Linked DNA regions of Hordeum vulgare: region 1 is linked to region 2. The links are chromatin contacts, called in public Hi-C maps. All regions are on one chromosome and are shown on one strand. The core of a region is the stretch at or near the end of the contact, and the rest is flanking DNA. Distances in the headings are between cores, read along the strand shown. Region 1 holds the start of LOC123406255 (methionine aminopeptidase 1D, chloroplastic/mitochondrial). Region 2 holds the start of LOC123401802 (cyclin-dependent kinase inhibitor 1-like).

The links. Hi-C and Micro-C count contacts between places; a contact is called where the count stands out from the background.
Region 1: a Hi-C map of seedling shows a contact between it and region 2, with 5 times the contacts expected there. The contact joins the promoter of LOC123406255 here to the promoter of LOC123401802 in region 2. A contact is called at or near these places in 4 of 6 Hi-C or Micro-C datasets (leaf and seedling) and 1 of 1 datasets of contacts at active chromatin or transcription factors (embryo).

What each region holds. Positions count from the first base shown.
Region 1 is chr6H:518,184,501-518,190,336 of MorexV3_pseudomolecules_assembly, reverse strand. It overlaps LOC123406255 (methionine aminopeptidase 1D, chloroplastic/mitochondrial), which reads right to left and starts at 3,511. Exons shown (of 10, transcript XM_045099741.1): 1 at 3,320-3,511; 2 at 3,143-3,212; 3 at 2,081-2,309; 4 at 1,622-1,783; 5 at 1,503-1,544; 6 at 1,067-1,138; 7 at 467-546. The coding sequence starts at 3,428. It overlaps LOC123406254 (phenylalanine--tRNA ligase alpha subunit, cytoplasmic-like), which reads left to right and starts at 3,611. Exons shown (of 18, transcript XM_045099740.1): 1 at 3,611-3,883; 2 at 3,991-4,116; 3 at 4,225-4,323; 4 at 4,635-4,691; 5 at 4,954-5,009; 6 at 5,101-5,193; 7 at 5,592-5,682; 8 at 5,776-5,813. The coding sequence starts at 3,710.
Region 2 is chr6H:517,946,292-517,952,100 of MorexV3_pseudomolecules_assembly, reverse strand. It overlaps LOC123401802 (cyclin-dependent kinase inhibitor 1-like), which reads left to right and starts at 4,274. Exons shown (of 4, transcript XM_045095650.1): 1 at 4,274-4,816; 2 at 4,942-5,000; 3 at 5,102-5,311; 4 at 5,423-5,809. The coding sequence starts at 4,415. The coding sequence ends at 5,501.

The sequences.
Region 1 (5,836 bases), core at 2,262-4,761, 240 kb before region 2:
TTGAAATCTTCAGTAAGGTAGTGCTCAGTTTGAAGAAATGGTGATGATATCCAGTAAGCACAATATATAATAACTAGAAGTCTACAGAAGGAATAAAAGTTTGATTTAATTATGTCCAATAAACTCTACCAGCATTCAGTTTACCTCTGTCAGTGTGTCACTGTATTGAGTACTGGCATTCTTGTTATCATATATTGTGCTAGGAACGTGTATGATTTTCTACAATGAATTATCGCTTATCAGAAACAAGCAACCATTCTTATGTCCTCTGTAATCGAAGTCCAGGAAAATGGGCACTACCAAGTTATGTGCTACATGCAAAGAACCAAACAGCACTAATTTCTAACTTTTGCCGCAAAATGTTTCCGAAATTCATTTGAGATATAGAATCCCCTGGTTACAGAATCAACATATTGCAAAAGAGTAATGAGAAAAATACAGGTACACAAGCCTCTCATTTACTTACTGTATGGTTCTACCAATGCGGTTGATCTCCACCCCAGGAGCACAGATTGATATAGCCTTGTCAAGAGATTCTTTTGTTACCTGGTTGAGAAAAAGAACATTCTGTAAAACTTTGAACGAAATAATACATAGCAAAGAATCTTTAGCTTATAGTCCCTCTGTTCTTAAATATAAATCTTTTTAGAGATTCCACTATAGACTACATACGGAGCAAAATGAGTGAATCTATACTCTAAAGTATGTCTATACATCCGTATGTAGTCCATAGTGGAATCTCTAAAAAGACTTATATTTAGGAGCGGAGGGAGTATAACAAAAAGTTATGTGATCTTATTGCCATCTGACTGAAAATAAAGTGACTTGGTACAATTATATCTCTAAAATGCAAACGGATTATATCTCTATATACAACTGCTTAAAGATACATCGCTATATACAACCACCTGTGGAAGTACAAGAGGCAAAAAACAAGAAAAACATGGAAGAGAGTAAAGGCACATCGCTAATGCCAGCAACAGCTGGAGTTCATGCCTTCATAGACTAGTGCATATTTAGCAACAGAGTATTAGACCAGATATTCTTATGAGAGAACTGAGATAACCTGAACTAACTTCTTAGCTTCATCATCAACATCACCACAGAGAAATGTAGCAGATGTATCACCATGGTAACCCTGGAATCAAATATGCATAGACAACGAAAAGGGAATGAGTCAGTCTAGATACCAACTATAGCTTCAGCATTTATAGAAAAAAATTCCACAATACTCCATGTACATATAAACAGATGGAATTAAATTATATATCAACTGAATCTGCGCCCGACGTAGGTTCTCATATAGAAAAAGGAATGTCGGATGTTTGTTCACAACAAGCAAGAAACAACTAGAACAAAATAACCTCTAGAAAATCATCAAACGGATATCTACCACAAATAACCACTTCAGTTTCTTTCTTTACTTGTACTTTGTCTGTGAGGGAAGCACAACTACCAAACAATAGTCACTTCAGCAGATGTATAGATTATCTTTGGCTTACATTGAGATAGACAGTAACATCGATGTTGATGATATCGCCATCCTGCCAAAAAAAAAGATTAACTGTAAATTGATTGGTATGTATTTAAAGTCATTATCTCCAGATGCTGGATAGCTTACCTCAAGTGGACGAGAATCTGGTATCCCGTGACAGATGCATTCATTCACTGAAGTACAAACACTCTTCGGGAATCCACAATAACCAAGAGGTGACGGGTATGCACCATTATCGATTATCATTTGGTGCACCGCTTTATCTATCTCATCAGTTGTTATGCCTGGCTGTAAATAAGAACCGATCAATTTTTGACACTTGAGTCTTAGACCACCCTAGTGGGATAATTTTCAGAAATGAAGTACTTTATGAGAAGGGACTTCTACTTCACACACTACTTAAAAGGTGTTTAAAATGTGTATCAGTTGTGTCCTGCACCTGAACCTTTACCAGAGGATCCATTTGCTTGGTGTGCTCTTTTCTCTTAACAAAGTATTGGATGAATGGAATGAGGTTTCCGTTGTGAATGTAAAGTTCCACAACTAAAAAGAATAATCAGGTAGCGATGCCAATAACAACATTACATTTACAAGTGTCCCAGCAAACTTCAAAACTTGTGCGGCAAGCTTTCCAGAAGCTCTCATGCATTCGATCCCTTTTTCATCATGTATTTCAGGTCCACCGTTCATCTGAGGTCTTTGACGGGAATTGACATAAGGAGGCTGCTGTATATGACTGGGAACGGTTAGACGAGGAGACACTTTCCCAGGTCGTAGGCGTCTAGGGTTATTTTCCAGTGAGTCATCCCGACTTCTGTGGAAGTCCAAAAAAGAAACATAAATGTGAATCTACATGTATGCTCCATACAACAGTAAATGTATCAGAGATCTACAAACAATAGATGCCATTTAAAGGCACAGGCAGAATTCAATAGTATTCTCTATACACTATAAGTAATATATGTAACAGGTACAGCATATAAAGTAATAAAGTATGCCTTGATTTTGACCATACAAATATTTGAGAAGCACAGAGTATACAGTACAGACAGGCACAATCCATATTTCATAAGATCAATAACTCAGGGAACTTCATACCCGTTTATCTAATAGTAAAAAAAAATATTATCTAACTCTGATACAAGCATATCTCACTTCTTAGCATTCTATCTCCTTGAAATGAAATCAACAAAAAAGTGATTCCAGAAAGAAACTCTTCACTCAGATCATATCACCAGAACAAGAATATCCTACTACTGTTGACCCCCTACCTTAATGAGAGCATTGGGGAAAAGGGAGCCCCTGAAATCAACAAGCAATAAACATATCTGCGTATGTGGTCAATGCACCAAGTTGTGTGTTCGCGTAGCCATGTACTGGATAATAAAGGCAACCAATAAACTGGCATTTCAGCTACTGCTTCAATTTAGAGCATTGGTATAAATAAAAGATGGGAAATACATGTGTTCGCCCAAGATAGCCAAAGTCAGGCCATCATGTATTGTATTCATTGATGGGTCAAGTTGTATCACTATATAAAGGTATATTACGCATACCAGTTGCAAATGACCACTCTATCTGCACAGAAAGACAGGCTCGCAGCTAATCTACCGCTGTTGAAGAGGGAATGGCGACCGGGGAGCTCACCTCCTGTTGAAGAGGGCGTCCACCAGGCTGGAGAGCGTTCTCGTGGCCTGGCACGTCACCCGCCTGTGCCCTGCAAGAGGAGACCCGAGCCGTCCTCTCAGCGAATGTTTCCCCCGGCAGGAGCTGACGACGGGGCAAGCGTTTGAGCCGAAGCGCGAACGGGGGAGGGGCGCATACCTCTGCCTGGGGCGGCGGCGCGGAGGAGCGGCCTGGCGGAGAGCGCGCCGAGGCGGTCGCCCAGGAGGGCGCAGAGCAGGCGCGGCGACGGCGGGCTCGCCATGGCCATGGCCACTGCGCCGCACGCGCGCGCGAGCGGGATATGGGGGAGAGGCAGGGGAGCAGGGGAAAGGAAATCGAGAGCTGTGGTGGAGAGTCGAGAGTCGAGACTAGCCGTCGTGGGCTTTCCGTGCGTGCCAAGTCGGACCCCGCCAATAAAACCGGACCGCACCGGAGGCGTCGGCCGAACCAGGCGAGAGACACAAGACCAAAACCCAACCAAACCCCCATCTCCCTCCTCCCGGAACCCCATCGCCGCCGCCGCCGCCGCCGAGCCGACCCGCGCCGAGGATGGCAGCGGAGCAGCCGTCGTCGGAGGACGTGGAGGACGAGCTCCTCGCCCACCTCGACGCCAACGCCGAGATCCCCGACTCGCGCTCCTTCGCATCCTCCCTCGGCGTCCCGCACAGGGACGTCGAAGACGTGATCAAGAGGCTCTGCGCCTTCCGGATCGTCGGGAGCACGGTACGGCACCCTCGTCCCTCTCTCCAGTCCCCTCAGCTTCGCGTAGCCCCTGCCCCGAGTTAGTTCCCCCGAGACCTAACGAGCCGTGCTCGCTTTCCTGCCCGCAGGACATGACCAAGGAGGCGCTGGTGCTCACCGACGAGGCCAAGGGCTACGTCGCCAGGGGCTCCCCCGAGGTGCAGTTCGTCGCGGCCATGCCTCCGAAGGGCGCCGCCTCCAAGGCCGCGCTCCAGGTGATTTCCCTCTCTGACCTATGTGGCCTTCAGGAGGTGCTCGATTGGAGTCAATAGTTTCGGCTCCGGAGATCTCTGATGTCTGATGCTTAGGGTGCTGCATTGTAGGAGATATTGGGGGACGTGTTCGATGTTGGATTGAAGGCTGCTGCCAAGAAGCAGTGGATTGGATTCGACAAGGAAAACGAGGACCTCGTAACGAGAAGGGTATTAGAGCTGAGCTCGTTTCACTTTCTTCTCTTCATTGTTGTATATACAGCTCAGTTTAGTCTGTATCTCTGTTGGAAACTCGCTTGCCGTATCTACTGTTCTTTTCGGGCACTATGTTCTCAATTTGCCAATGTCTGGGTTGTAGACGTAGAATGTACGTAGAAAACGTTGCCTCATCATCATAGTTCAACTCTTCCATTGTGCAATAGTTACACCTGTGTTCACTGAAGGTCTCTCGGTGCTTTTGTCTGTCTCGATCTTTTTATCTCTAGGCATGGCATTGCATGATTTCTTTTTGTTTTATTCAGGTTAAGGATACCAAGGATGAGTTGCAAGAGCAGCTTAAACGTCTGGAGAATGGGGAGGTTGGTGTTGCTTTATTGCTCGTTGTTCCTCTCATATTTTGTGTGATGGCATGGCACAATTATTTGTTAGGTACAATAGCTAGTAAGTACTCCCTCTGTCCCAAAATTCTTGTCTTAAATTTGTCTACATATGTATGTATCTAGTCACGTTTTAGTATTTAGATACATCCATGTCTAGACAAACCTAAGACAAGAATTTTGAGACTGAGGGAGTACCAAATAGTTCTTTACCCCTTCTTAAGAAAAAAGGTCTTTCATGTAGGTTTTTGATGATAAAGTAATGGAGGGTTTGAAGAGAAGAAAGCTTATAACAAAAGAGTAAGTATCTGTTTGCAAGATATCTCTTTTAAAGTTTCAATAAATGCCGGTCGATTATCCTAATTTCTACACCTACTTCACTGTTGTTCAGAAAATCTATTTGGTATTCACTGAAGAAGGGGCCTGAATTTGTTGTAAAGAGAAAAACATTGGCTACCGATGTGACACGAGATCATCTGAAGAGGTAATTTGATGTCACTTATCTCAAGCTAATTTTCAAAATTGAGCAGGAAACCTCTGCTTGTTGGCTATAAACTACTCCCTCTGTCCCATAATATAAGATGTTATTACAACCAATATATGAGTACATTGGTTGTAGCTAGTAACATCTTATATCATGAGACGGAGGGAGTATAATTTACCATGAACAATTGAAGACTACACAGAAGACTCATCATTGCCTTTTGTCTTCTAAATTGCCCAGCTGTACTTATCCTATCTGTCAAAGGCTACATTAAACTTATTGTCATGTTAAAAATCTTAAAATCGAATTTTAAGATCTATTATATGTGTACCTATTAATGGATAATAATAACTGACTTGTTATAACTTTTCCTTTTAAATGCTTTTTCTTTCCTACAGTGGCGACTGGAAGGATCTGGAATTTAAAGATTATAACTATGGAGCTCAAGGACAACCTATTGCGATAGGATATAGTCAACCGTTGTTAGAGGTACTTCAAATCTTTACTGTGTTCCATTTTTTCATAGAGCTTCATCTGATAAACCAGATAACTCACAACTGTTATTTGGTGGGTTTTCTTCAGGTCCTTGAGGCAATCCAAAACATTTTTGTCGAGATGGGGTAAATACAAAAATTGGTTCATG
Region 2 (5,809 bases), core at 3,025-5,524:
CCTGACCGCCCCTAGGGCCTCGCGGATTGCCGCCCTCCAAACGAAGAACGAACAAAGAACGATGAAGAAGAAGAACAAGGGAGAGAGATAAAGGTAAAGGTAAAAGATGATAGATTGATTTGTTTGATTGTATGTCGTTTAATTGGCCGTCATCTCTCATCTATTTATGTGGCGGCTGGACTTCCAGTACAAAAAAAAGACTCCAACTTCCGTCCAAATCTTTCCAAAATTAATCGAACTTGGATTTAGGTAAGTCTAAGATAGCAGTTCAGTTTTTGGGTCTTACAGGCAGCAAACAAGCTTGGATGAAGATGAACCAAAAGGAAAATCTAATCGTTTCAGCAAGGCGAACAACTTTCGTGTTAAGTGTTTTCCGATTAGAGTCTTTATTGTGGGCTGAAACACCCGCACAAAACAAGCAATCGGTGGAGCTACCTTTCACACATGTGTGTGATTGGACGTGCCACTTTTTGCCTCGTGGTAGGATCGCACTCTGATGGCTCTAACTATTGCATACGACCTTGAATTGAGACGATTCTTATATTAAAATCGGTCATTTCAACAAGATGAAGACAATCCGTGTAGAACATTTTATCATATGAGTCTGTCTTGGAGGGGTAATCTGCCGAATGGTACTCTGAATATGAAATTTTAGTACTTTGAGCACATTTTCGGCCTTCGACATGAGATCATGTGGCGATGGCCCAAACTTGAAAGATGTTCATGTCAACACTACGGAAAATTTTCATGTAGAGCACTTGTTCATTAGAAGTAATCTTAAAAATGTTTTCTTGCATGCCAAAATCTCGCTTGTTTTTCACAAAATTGATACCAAATGGTGTCCAAACGTGACGAAACTTTTTGACGATACTTTTTGGATCAGAAGACACCCGAGAAGCTTAGGAGAAGGACACAAAGACCTATGAGGATGCGACAAGACTACTTGACGTGCCCTAGGGGGCGACGGGGGGGTAGGCGCGCCCTGATGTCTTGTGCCCCCCCCCCCTCTCGTGGCTCATTCTGACCTAATTCTAACTCTGTTGATTCTTTACTATCCCGCTTGTCAAAAAAATCTTTACTATCCCCCCAAACAATTTTTTCGCAACTGCAAGTCTCTATTCTTCCGTGATCCCGTCTGAAGGCCTCTTTTGGTACTCTGTCGAAGGAGGAAACGGTCATGGAGGCCATCTTCATCAACCTTGTGGTGTCAATAGTCTACCATAGATTTACGGTCCATAGTGATTAGCTAGACGGTTTCTTCTTTCTCTTTGATCTTTAATACCATCTTGTCTCGGAGATTGATTCGATGTAATCCTTTTGTCTAGTGTGTTTGTTGGGATCCGATGAATTATGGGTTTATGATCAGATCATTCCTTGAAAGTAATTGAGTCTTTTCTGAATCTGTTATGTGTGATTTATATAGCCATGTAATGCTTTGGGATCTATGTGTTTTGTTTGGCCATCTATCGATCTTCACGGGAAGTGATGCATAGTAATGGGTTCAATCTTGCGGTGTCCTCACCCAGTGAGAGAACGGATAGCGTATTGTGTTGTTGCTACTAAGGATAAAGCGATGGGGTTGAACCATATTGATTGGTTTTATTATTTTTACATTATGTCATCTTGCTTAAAGCGTTACTCTCTTCGTATGAACTTAATTACCACATCTGCAGGTAGGAGTCGGTCGAGTGGTGGAGTAATAGTGGTAGATGGAGGGAAGAGTGGGTCGAGTGATGGAGTAATAGTGGTAGATGTAGACAAGGGTCGGTCTACTTTTCCTAGACGTAATGTCTATATAATTAATCATGCCATGAATAACGTCATAACTATGCGTCAATTGTCCAACAGTAATTTATTTACCCACGGTGTGCCATGGCTCCCGGGTCTACTTCAATTATATTACAAAAATTAAAAGTAATTTACTGCAATTTATTTATTTTTGTTCGACTTTGCAATTTATCAATCTACAACTATCTGATTTAATCTTGCCACTAATGAGTACAAGGGGATTGAGAACCCTCTTGTCCGCGTTGGATGCAAGTATTTGCCTTTTTTGTGTAGATGTTGCCGAACGTTTGCTTGATTCTCGTACTAGTTTGATAAATCTTGGTTTTTAACTGAGATAAATATTTTTCTCTACTCTACTATATCACCCTTTATTTTCAGGGAAATTCTAACGCCACCACAAGTGGCAGAGTGCCATCGTCGGATTGAGAAAATAGTGCCCGGTCATCAAGACGCGTGGAGAGACCATGTAGCCCTAGTCGACCGAGCAGACGTGACCAACTGGTATCTAGGAGTAACATAGAGAGTGTGGGAGCTGTTGAGGTGGAAACTAAGTTACAATGGCAATTCCGTGAAAACCAAGTTTCAAAGTTTCATAGAATTCTACAACCAAACATGCTTGTTGGGAAGTTCATTTTGTATAAACATTTAAAGTATAATCTCTAAACTCATATTTATATGGGAGACAGAAATATACATCCACGGTTAGTTATCTCTACTATTGGAGGAGAACTGGACGTTGTATGACCCCCACCCCTACCCTTCCCTGTTTTTTTTCCTGTTGGTCGCCCCTCACCATGTTTTGCATTAACTCAATTATATCAAATCTTATGAAAACTCAATCAAATCGAAATTTTTATTGCGTTTCCTCACCAATACTCAAATCAAATCAAATATCTACTGCTAGAGGGAAATTTGTCATGTTTGTAGAACATCCTCTCCCCACCACACTGTATCACTTGTGGAATTTCAAGTATTTTCGAAACTTCAATTTTTCACGTGGTCTTCACCGGTTCCCGCATTATTTGGTTTTATCTGCATATTTTCTCTGCCTGCGCATGGGTGTGAAAATAACACCTGAGTAGAGTACTTGTTACGAGTACTTGTTAGCAGTTGCTATGCTGAGTCCGGAACATGCTTGTACTGACGGGCAGCTAGTTTACCTAAGCAAATGCATGGCAGGAGCCAGCATCCCACGAAGTCATTAATTCACGTTGGATCTTTGCGCGGTAACGCCAAAGCATCCAAAAAACCAGAGCGGACAGCCGCAGCGCTGTCGTCGTCACACGACCAGGCACTGCGCGCAACCCAGCTAGACATACGCCATCATCCGTCCACCAGCCGTCGGTATGCCGAAACTATCACCGTGGCCGAACGCCCACCACGCTCGGCACCGCTGCCCGCGCTCGGTGGGCGACTCCACTGAACCCACGCACGCGCCCGCCCGCTTGCCAAGGTAGATCCGGGGGGTTCTCCGCCAAAACTGCCGGTGCGGCGACCGACCTGCGGTGTCGTCCCGCGCACGGTACCCCGCGAACCTGCTCCGCTGGCCGATGCAGTTCGTTACACCCTGCCGTTTCAAATTCCCTAGTGCGTGATCATGCCACCCACGTAACATGTCCTTTGCAGCACAGCTGAATTACCACTGCGCAGAAAGCGAGCAGGTCGTGGCACTACCTACCGGGCGAACCTTGTACGCAGGCTTCAACCGCTTCAACCGCCGCAGGCGCGGAGCTGGCTCGCATCATCACGTGTGGAGCGGAGTGGATTGCATTGCATTGCAGACGACGGGCTTCCCGAGGCCGACGAAAGCAGATCAGGGGTGTGTGCAGCGCACGTCACCTATCGGGTATCGGCGACGGCAGACGGAATCTGAACCTGCCGCCGACCCCGCCCCGCTTTTCCGGGGAAAGCATCTCGACAGTTACCGTCCGATCCGCCCGCAGTTGCAGGGCAGCAGAACCCACCCAGAGCCCACCCAGAACCCAGGCCCAGGGGAGGCCCCCAGCAGCCTATCTGTAAAATTCCGTTTCTAGTACTGTACTATCTCACATCAGGCAAGCCCGCGGGCCCGGCCCTCGTCCGTCCGTTACTGCACCGCAAGCCACGCATGCAGCAACAACAACGGCCCTCTCCAAAAACCCGAACGTCGAATCGCAACCAACGGCAGTACCCCCATGCCATCAGTTTCAAATGCACCTCTCCAAACCACGGGAGCCGTCGGATCCCGGCCGGCGCACGTGTCTAGCCCACGGGGGGACGAGAGGGCAATCTCGTCCGTATACACGTAGCAGCCCCAGCGGGGCCATTCCCGTGATGATGATCACGTTCCGTTTGGGGCTTCCAGAACGCCGTTACGGCGTGACGGACGGGGGGCGAGGGGCCAGATCCGACTGACGGCGCCGTCGGGGCGGCGGGCGGTCCCTGGCCGTCCGATCGGGATCCGATCCCCGGGCCTCGGCGTGTTATATGCGTACGCGCACACGCGCACGGGGCTCGCTCCGGACGGGGGGAGAGAATCCAAAGAGCGAACCCAGCGGCATCATATCCCTCCCACCGGCGCAGCACTGCACACGGAAACGGCCAAAGGAGAGCAGGAGCGGAGCGGAGCGGAGCGGAACGGGGGGCGATGGGGAAGTACATGCGCAAGTGCAGGCCGGGGGAGGAGGCAGCGGTGGGCGGCGTGGAGGTGACGCAGGCCGTCGGCGTCCGGACCCGGTCGCGGGCGGCCGCGGCCAACGTCGTCGTGTCCAAGAGGAGGAGGCCGTCGCTGCCGCCCAGCTCGCCCCTGGGCGGCGGCGCCGCCGCCGCTCGTGCCCAGAGCGGGAGCTGCTACCTCAAGCTGCGGAGCCGCATGCTGTTCATGGCCCCGCCGGCGCCGGCCTCGGCCTCGGTCTCCGCCGCCCGCCACGGGGCGGCGCCGCTACCGGCCGGCCTCTCGCGCTGCTCCAGCACGGCGTCGTCCGTGGACGCGTCGGCGGCTGGTCAGGACAGGAGCCTCCCGTCGTGCGGCTCCGACGCCGCTGCCAAGGTGAGGGAATTGGAATTGGAATTGGGTCCAAACCCTAGAGTTCGAAATTCACATACGATTCGAGATCTCTCTCTCTCTCTCTCTCTCTCTTTTGGCTGAAAACCGTGGCTTTCTCCGCTCTACAGGCAGGCGTCCCCGAGGGCTCGGCGAGCAACAACGCGGAGAGCGGCGGCAACCGCGAGAGGTGCGGCATCCAGTTCCCTCTTGTTTCCTGCCAATTATTCCGAATTATGCCTCCTGACGTGCTCCTGACCCCCGTCCCGCTCGCCGTTTTCGAAAATTCAGGAGAGAGACGACGCCGTCCAGCCATTTCCCGGGCGACCTGAGCGACCTGGAGTCGGATCTTGCCGGGAGCGGCCGGTCATCACTTCCGCAAACACCGGCCACCCAGGTCCAGGTCCAGGCCGCCGCGAGGGCGAGGGTCCCGCCGGCGGCAGAGATCGAGGAGTTCTTTGCGGCCGCCGAGGAGGCTGAGGCCAGGCGCTTCGCTTGCAAGTAAGTAGTTTCACTTTCACATCAGCAGCGCGGAAATTGCAATTCTCTCCTTCGTCGCCGGAGTCCTGACGTGCGAGCTCTCTCTCTCTCTCTGTGTCTCGCCATGGCCAGGTACAACTTCGACGTGGCGCGCGGTGTGCCGCTGGACTCCGGCCGGTTCGAGTGGACCCCGGCGGTGAGCAGCAGCTAGCTAGCTATCTCAATTCTCAAAGCGAGCGCGTGAGAGCGTGCAAAGGGGGGAGAGAAGCTGTAGCTAGAAAGTCACTCACTGTAGAGCTGGGGCGCCGGCCGGCCGGCCGTCCGTGTAGAAAGGCGAAGGGAAAAAGATGCTCGGGAAAGAAGAAAAGAAGCATTATAGCCTAACCAACCAACCAACCAACCACCGATTCATCAGCAACTTTTTCATTCGCTCACACTCACTCACATACTCTCACCATTATCACCTCTCACACCCCCTTCTGATTTCCCCAGCAGCTAGCAGTAGCAGTTTTACTTCCC